Regions from separate parts of the Bicyclus anynana genome. Here region 2 is linked to region 1. Evidence: chromatin contacts called from public Hi-C data. All regions are on one chromosome and are shown on one strand. The core of a region is the stretch at or near the end of the contact, and the rest is flanking DNA. Distances in the headings are between cores, read along the strand shown. Region 1 overlaps LOC112057903. Region 2 holds the start of LOC112057903.

Region 1 (4,607 bases), core at 774-3,273:
TCTCAAGTAAAGCTTGAGGCGCGAGTGGATCTCAAATACCCTCCGTTTGTCTCAAACAGTTTTTGGCAGATGCCTCGTGCAGGCGGCGTTCTTTAAATAGCTATACATTTGACAATCTTTCTTTGGTCTACCCATAGAAATGTTAAAGCTGTTAATAATGCAAACGACCTTGAACAATAATTCGCCTATGTGGATTGCGAGTTTCTTAATTTTGTTTGTTTTTAATTTGCGGGCAAAGAAAAAATGTATACATCTAATGCCTTGAGGCGTTTTGTAACAGTTTACCTTTTGTGATGTGTTAGTTAAATAGTGGGTAGACGGTGATGATGTCAATAAACGTTATTATTCATGGCCCATGGTAATTTGGTTGAAATAACCATGTTACGAGTAGATATAATCGCTAAAAAGCTCACATCCAGCCGAACATAGAACCTCCTCCTTTTTGGAAAACGATTAAAAACAAAAACCACTGCTACTGTACTAAGTCTAGTTTTGAATCGTACACCAACATACATAATTTAAATTCCCTCAGAAAACAGCTATGTTGCATGGCGATAGAAATATGGGCGGGGGTAGTACTTCCCCGGATAGTCCACCACGATGGCTCAATGCAGATTGGTATGCAGGTTTCCTCACGATGTTTTCCTGCACCGTTTGAGACACGTGATATTTAATTTCTTAAAATGCACACAATTGATAAGTTGGAGGTGCATGCCACGGACCGGATTCGAACATACACCCTCCGGAATCGGAGGTAGAGGTTATATCGACTGGGCTATCATGGCTCATTTTATATGCCTCATAATAATTAGTTATCAAAGTAGGTAATTATTATTTAATGATTTATACAAAGTCTTTTCTCATTAATATGATACGAACCCTCTCATAGAACCTACGTTGTACCTTAACGAGTTACGATTGACATTAGAAAACAATCTTCCGATAAAATTGAGGCAAATCCCATTATATTGCAAAATCAATTGTATAGTAAATAATTTGTCATTTAGTCCATTGTAATCCCACTATGACACCAGGGACGATCTAGTCAATTGCCTCCGCCATTATACCGACACAGTAGGTGCTCCGTGATTCATGAAAATGACGGATATTATTTGAAAATACCTACTTACTGATATTTTTAATTTATCATAATACTTAAAATATATTAATTTAGGTGTGAATTAAATTTTCCTATAGAACGTCATAGAATAAAAATGGATTGACTCGACCAAACTGTTTACTAGCCTGCTCGACTAAATTTTTGCTTTTCAGACATGTTTAGCAGCTAAAATTTACGCTACTTGACTAAACTGCTAAAGTAGTCAGAACAAGCCTTTATAGTTAGTAGATGTCCGTATTTTGGGACAGGGCCGGATTAAGGAGGTCTAAGGGCGGACGAAGTCGCGAGCGTCTGCTATGATTCTAAATATCTACACTAATGTTATAAACAGGAATGATTTTTTGTTCGTTTGCATTGGATGGACTCTGAAACTATTGAACCGATTCGAAAAATTTTTTCACAGCTAGGAAGCTTTACTATCCCCGGGTGCAGATATATTTTATCTCCGTATTCCTACGGGAACGGAAACTACGTTGGCGATACCGCGTGGCGTCTGCTATCTATTCTAATATTATAAAGCTGAAGAGTTTGTTTGTTTAATTTTTTGTTTGCTTGAACGCGCCAATCTCAGAAACTACTGGTGCGATTTGCAAAATTCTTTCATATTAGATAGCCCATTTATCGAGGAATGCTGAGGCTATCCACGTGTACATACAAGTGGATAGCCTACAGCATATTCTATCCACGCGAGTGAAACCGCGCGGCGTCTATATATACGAGTAACATGTATCTCAGAGCGATGATCACGCGTAGTTCATTGGTCTAATAGTGTCTAAAGAAGTTTCATTAAAAAATGGGAATCTGCTTAAGTTTTTCCAAGTTCAATGGTCACCCTACGCTCCGCATTGTACATGAAGACGCGACGGGCGAGCGCTGCGAAGGCCGCATAATGACTGTCATTACGGCGAGCAGCGACCACTCGCTACACTCAGCACTAGTATCTACATCTAGGTCTGTACCATTATGTGCTGAGCACAGGGTTTAAAACTGAGCACTACATTGGCTGCTGAAGAGCCGTGATAGCCCAGATATGACCTCGGCATTCGATTCGGAGGGCGTAGGTTCAGTTATGTACGTTTTAAGAAATTAAATATTACGTGCTTTAAATATCTCTCATTCTGAGAGGATACTAGAGCTCAGCAGTGAGCCTATATATGGGTTGATATTGATGAATCAATAAGTTTATAATAAACGATCAAATAGTCCATCTGATGTTAGCCGACCTTTATTCACATGACAAGCCAAATTCCATTCCGCCATACATAAACACACCTGTATGAAGTGTTCAATTTCTCGCAGTTCACATTGTTCCCGGGCGTCGGATCAACGCGCAACGGATTGGATGCATTCATTGTTTTCCGTGACCAAATGGCTTATGTAATGACAGATGTTTGCGTGATTTCCACTATTATACTCATACGTGTAATTTAACATTGTGATCTATTTTATCCATTTACATGTGTTGTATCCTGCGATAGACCTAGACACTATTGTACTATTTTAATACCTACAGGGTTGCTTTAAGCGGAACTAGATCTTTTTGTTAGATGAAAAAGAATCTCATCATCATCATCTCCTTACCCTAATCCCACTTAAGTGAGGTCGGAAAAATATGTCAATCTTTTCCATTCGTCTCTATTACTTGTCAACTCATCATCCACTCCATTTACACACAATCCAACCATCTCTTCTTTGGCCTACCTCTCCTCTTATGACCTTCCACTTGCACATTCAACATTTTTCTAGTAATATGACTTTCTTCCCAAGCTGAAAAAGAGTCTACGACTGCAAATAATTCATCAATTCTTCTCGCCAAGCTTAGGACACAGAAAACATATGTATTAGGATTCAATTTTTACCACTCGTTTACTCGCGTGAGTCCTACGTTGCTGTCTTGCTGTAACAAATAGTGTTGCACTCACTTCTGACTGTGAGATTGACTCTGTCGATGTACGCTGTCTCGTTCTCCACGCTACACTCGTACAGGCCTTCGTCGTCGACGCCCACTCGCCTGAGTCCTACGTTGCTGTCTTGCTGTAACAAATAGTGTTGCACTCACTTCTGACTGTGAGATTGACTCTGTCGATGTACGCTGTCTCGTTCTCCACGCTACACTCGTACAGGCCTTCGTCGTCGACGCCCACTCGCGTGAGTCCTATGCTGCCGTCTTGCTGTAACAAACGTAGCTTGCTTAGTAGGTGCTATTTCTTAGTCTTCATCATTACCGCCCACTACATGGCCCAGGCTCCCTTCTCACAGGAGTGCGGTTTTATAGCTTAGATCCATCACGCTGCTTCAATGCTCCAAAATTGCTTAGCTTAGGGTGATAAATGTTTGAATTTGTAACGATCACTGTGATAAGTGAAGTCAACGGGATCGAAAGCTTTAACGTGATTTTGAACCACGGGGAAGTAGAATGTGTAATTTTTACGCGGCAATTCGATTAGGTAAACGGGAAACGAGTGAAATTTTAATAATACAAAGACCCAAAGTAAAAACAAAATCTCTGAATAGTGACCGTAAATAAATCTCATTTTACGTCTGGAACAACTTTATCAGAGCTTATTATGATATCTAATTATACATTGATAAATGCTTTATCAAAAAGTTGCGTAGAGATGTAAAAATCTAGAATAATTCAGAAAGATCCAGATAAAAGAAACTGACATCTCATTTTGCTTTTGTTTTTATTAAACCTATTATATATTTTTTCTGCCCACCAGATGGACTGCCGACATCAAGCGAGTCGCAGGGATTAGCTGGATGCAGGCGGCTTAGAATCGTTATGTTTGGAAGTTCCTACAAAAGGCCCCTATGTCCTGCAGTGGACGTCCATCGGCTGACATGATAATGATGATGATATTTTTCCTGAGAAGATTAATATTATTAATTAGCTTGCATTTCATAGTTCCTCAAATGAACTTACGAAGTACATCAAAGTCACGTATTTTATTCAAAAATTTTACTGTTCCACTGAAGCCTAACGTATGGTGACTATCATCCCAGGTAAGCAGTAACATCTCAATGGTACTTAATAGGCTGTTAATGTTATTTCAGAGCATAGTTCCAAAGCGCCCGGTGGGCCATATTGATCGCCGTTCAAGGCAACGGCACCGCAAGGCCGGCATGTACTAGTTACCTATAACCTAATTCAATGCCTATTCTTCAAGTCCGCTAACTCACATGCGCATGACGTGGTGGGTATAAACACCAAGCCCACCTAACCGAATTTTGGACGCCGTGGCAAATCTCTGAGACCAGCCATCTATTTAGAAGATATTAGTTCATAATAGGCTAGTTGACCCTTTTTTAAGATGGTCTTTAATAGGGTCATAATTTCACTATAATGCTAATTATTTTAACAATTATACAAATTAGGGACACAATTAGGTACTATGTTTTTATAATATTTATAATACCTAATTATGTCCCCTAGCGAAGTGCATCCCCGAACCCTCCCTTCCCGTTCGAGGCTTAGCACCGCCTT
Region 2 (4,661 bases), core at 1,754-4,253, 38 kb after region 1:
AATCAAAATTTTGTAAAAAAATATAGATAAGGTTTTATTTTACCTTATCTATATTTTTTTACAAAATTTTGATTTTTAACTCAGATTGATAGCAAGCTTTACAACCCATGAATGAACGTAATGGTTTATTCATATTTCAAAGGTTTACATTGTGAATGAAAAAGTACCATGAGACGACGTTGTTTGCGTCAAAAGAATTTAACCTTTGCTATTGTATAAAGGACTCAATTTAAAGCTTTATGTTTGAGTCCTCTATAATTTAAATTTAGGTACGTAAGAAATGGTAACTTTTGTGTCTACTTGCTAAACATAATTAGTGAGTACCCAAGTTTGTCGCATCTTGCTTCTATAAATAGATATTTCTTTGAATTATGAGCTCAACTTTGTGTATACAAGCGTCTAGTGGTTTTTGCGAACATTATATGTCTACGCTTCGAAATGCTTAAACAGAGGCCTATCTGGCTTATTCACTAATCTCGTTCTAATCATCATTATCAACCCATATTCGGCTCACGAGTCTCCTCTCAGAATGAGAGGGGTTAGGCCAATAGTCCAACATACCAACCTATACCAACCGCGTTTTTCATATTCCGTAAAGCATTTTTAACGAAAATCACAACTCAGTGGTGATCAGTTAGTGATCAGTTAGCAATATATAAAAAGTGAATAAGAAATCACATGCCTTAAGAATTACTAACAATAGCTAATTGATAAACTTTATGTATTATATATTAAAGTTACTTAAAATTATTAAATAGGCCAGTTGGTACAATTCATTGCGTCATTGAATTCAAATTCAAAATTCATTTATTTCAAGTAGGCTTAGGCTTAGTTTACAAGCACTTTTGAAACTTCAAGTTTGACTATATGTATAACTCCATTTATCAAGTCGGTAAAAAATAAAAAAAAAAACCCTTGAATCAATACTTATTGTCTATGAGTAATTCGAAGATTCGAATTCAATAGAGCAAATTTCTTCGATATTTTATACGGAGGCAATTTTTTTGGCAAAGACTCAAGTTGCGTTGCGATTGTAAAATCTTATTCAATTGTCTCTTGCTCCTTGAGTGTGGGCAAAGGACGCTTAATGAAGGAAAAGTTTTAACAACATATTTTTAACTGACTTCAAAAAAAGGAGGAACCTCATAACTTCGTCATTTCTTAACCAATTTTGATTTTTTTTTGTTTGAAAGAAAATACTTCTAGATTGGATGGTTGGTGATTGGTTGGTAGGGGTAAACTCTGGATTTAAAGAACCGTTTTTGAAAATTCTTTTACTACTAGAAAACCGTTATTTGTGATTGTCATAGGCTATATTTTATACCCGTATTCGCATGGAAACGGGAACTATGTGGGGGAAACCGCTACTGATAACCCCAGGTTTGGGTTGAAACACAACGGCGAAACGAATTTGTGTAAAAAAGCGACACTACTAAAAATTCGTCATTTCTTACGATGCGTCGCAACTCGAGTCGCATTGGATTACTGTGTTTCATTCAACCCCTAAACAGTTGTATCATGTAAAACCACATTGCTATTGAATAGTACAAATTAAAAATGAGTTATGTTTCATGATTCATGATTGTCTATTGTACAATGAGTTGAAACAAGAGGTCATATCACAAGTTCAAAGTAATTAATTGTATGTAACATTAAATTAAAAAAATAGGAAAAGGTCTGCCTGTACTACTGTTTGGTAATGATATCTTTGGTTTGGTTAATCTACCAATGTATTAGGCTCTTTGACCGGGAGTAAGGAAAATGGATTTTCTCTGAGAAGGAAGTCTTTGGCTTGCGGTTTGCATTATTATGACTTTATTTTAACAAGTTGTGACTAAACATACCTAATAATATAATGAAGATTATGTTATAGGTAGGTACATTATGTTTTTTCTTGTTTATTTTTTTTAGCTAGAAGTTCAAGAGAACTCAATTTTCAGACTTATTGTTTTAGAACGAAGACATAGCAAATGAAAATAATATTTTAAAACTAGCGGACCCGCGACTTCGTCCGCGTAAAATTTAGTTTTTTACAAATCCCTCGGGATCTATGGATTTTTCCGTGATGAAAAGTAATAGTTAGAAATTTCAGCCAAATCGGTTCAGTAGTTGCAGCGTTATAGAGTAACAAACATCCACACAAACTTTTGCGTTTAATATTAGTAGTGAATAATTAAAAAAAACGTAGCTATTAAAATGTTATACCTATTTTATGGTGTAATTTATAACGCGTAAGCAATAATTTTCAATGGGCTATTATGAGTTCGCGCAATAATAAATACAACTCGCTTTTATAATAAAAACGCCTCATTATTGTTTTTAAACAAATTATTCACATCATACCTAATAATTATAGGTTCTTACTTTATTTTTATAGTAAGTATTTTGTCTTTAGTTAAAAAATGTTGTATATACGAGAACACAACTATATTTTAGATTTTCAACTAAAAAATGAAGGCTATAAATATGTACGGATATAATTACGTGATCGTTTTTCAAATGAAAACTTACCAACACTTCATGGTGCGTGCGGTTGCCTCTATGAACCCATTGGACGTTGGGAGGTGGAATCACCAGCAGACCACCACAGGGGATCGTAACATTCGTTCCCTTGTCCGCTTCCACTTGCCGAATTTCCACCTCCTCGCCGAAGGTTCGCGGAACTGCGCACATAAATAAAAATAATCAACGTCCGTGAAGTTTAATAAAACAAGAAATCGGGTGCATACAACAACTATTTATTATTTAATTCAATGTTATTTATTTACCTTCTATTCCAAGGCAGAGCAGAGGCACCAATATGCGTTTAAGAAACATGCTACTGTGTCTACATCTAAACTCTAAGAAAAAAATCACAATCACTATTTACACGTGAAGTAAAAAAGATTTTTTTCTAACTAGTTTATTACATTACACAGATATTTAGCGACGGAAGGCAAAAATAATAGGAAACAAATCTCACAACAAACGTCCTCACTCCATTGGTTTAAATCATAGACTAAATTTTTTGTTGATTTTTTTGACGTTTTGTGGCAGTAACTAATGTTACCCTATCAAAATTGTAAAAACTACCAAAGAAAAGTGAAAACAGCTGTCAACTGTCAGACGTTTGTCTATCGGTAGACGATTATGACAAGAAAGTTGTCATAGACAAGAAATATAGATTTTCTTCGGACATGGCCGCTGTATCGGCAATACAATACCTGCAATGTTTTGTATATTCATATTTATTTTTTATAATGAATAAAGAGTTTTTTACTTATAAGTAGTGATTAGCGGATTGTGTATAGTGTTGTGATATTTGTAATGGATGCAGAGAGCGAGAACGAAAAGAAGAGAATCCGTGATGCAATTCAGACTATAGAGACACTGCAGTCGATGATAGACGTTTCGGCGAAAAGGCTCGAGGGTTTGAGGACAGTATGCTCGACGAGCGCAGAACTGACGCAACAGGAGATCCGGACCCTGGAGGTAAGAGGGCTGCGGTCAGAAATACGGGTACTGTGTTATGGAAATAAGATAATGCCCTTGAATTGCTTGCCAGGCCTGAACTTCAAGGATCTCTGTAACAGTTCATTGCCGTTGTAGAAAGTGTGAGCGCGCGCATATCCAGTAGCCTTGAGCTGAAACTGCCCTATTTTACGTACACGAAGGTTGCTACGCCAGTGTACTACGGTTTTACTATAAAACGTTTTCAACATACAGATGTTTCAGTTTTGTTGCCGAGATTCATTATTTCGAACTATGTTACGTATTTTTTTTTAAACTTTATGATATTTCCCGATAGTAGAGTAACTCAACTTCAAAATTTTCTGCCACTTTCATGAATATTATGAAAATGTAATACCTACATAATGAATGAAAGTTAATAGGAAATAGGTAGTAACTTAATTTATAATAGAAATTAAAAATAATATTATAAAGAGGTAAAGTTTGTGGTATTGTAGGGGATAATCTCTAGATCCACTAAACTGATTTTGAAAATTCTTTTTCCACTAAGCCATGCTATTGTGTGTCATAGGCTATACTTTATCCCTATATTATAACAGAAACAGGTATTGGGTGGATGAAACCGTAGGGCATCAGCTAGTTTATAATATTTAGAGAGCAGTTTTACACATTTCAAACCCAGTTCCACATACACGGGGTGATTTCACCCACCTACTTTCTTGATTTCAATTATAATACACACAATACTTATTTTGCAATTCAATGGGTATAAATTTACATATTTAGGACAGAAGTTCTTTTTAAGGGTACACTATATACAGGCCTACACCAAATACAGAAAATCATTAAAAATAAATTTTAGGGTGAGGAAAAAATATGCATTATATAGTAATTATTGTTGTATTTATAAAATTGTTTGGTGTTTGTTTGATGACCTGTGTTTTTTTTTCAATTGAATATTAAAATAATATTTATTTTTTTGTGTTAACTAGTTGATATTTGTGAAACCAAAATTTATTCATGATAATATCACATAATTTTGGTATAACCAAAAATTAACAATTGTTTTGACTGGTCAATTTGTTACTAACAAACTTTTTTAATGAGTTTTGTATATAATTTTCCTTCTACAAATAATTTTATATTTAGAAATACAGATATGTAAGAACTGTCATAGCCCAGTGGATATGAGCTCTGCCTCTGATTCCGTA

What was found. Hi-C and Micro-C count contacts between places; a contact is called where the count stands out from the background.
Region 2: a Hi-C map of whole body shows a contact between it and region 1, with 3 times the contacts expected there. The contact joins the promoter of LOC112057903 here to the enhancer-like site in region 1. A contact is called at or near these places in 2 of 2 Hi-C or Micro-C datasets (whole body and whole larva).

What each region holds. Positions count from the first base shown.
Region 1 is chr14:1,469,933-1,474,539 of ilBicAnyn1.1, forward strand. It overlaps LOC112057903, which reads right to left. Exons shown (of 7, transcript XM_052885342.1): 3 at 3,180-3,291. Among protein-coding and RNA genes, the nearest start is that of LOC112057919, 28 kb to the left of the region's middle. Within about 2 kb of position 2,024, at least 6 of the 8 cell types and tissues checked have open chromatin away from gene starts, as enhancers often do.
Region 2 is chr14:1,506,573-1,511,233 of ilBicAnyn1.1, forward strand. LOC112057903 reads right to left here and starts at 3,004. Exons shown (of 7, transcript XM_052885342.1): 1 at 2,769-3,004; 2 at 2,512-2,663. The coding sequence starts at 2,817. It overlaps LOC112057902 (kinase suppressor of Ras 2), which reads left to right and starts at 3,154. Exons shown (of 18, transcript XM_052885603.1): 1 at 3,154-3,471. The coding sequence starts at 3,307.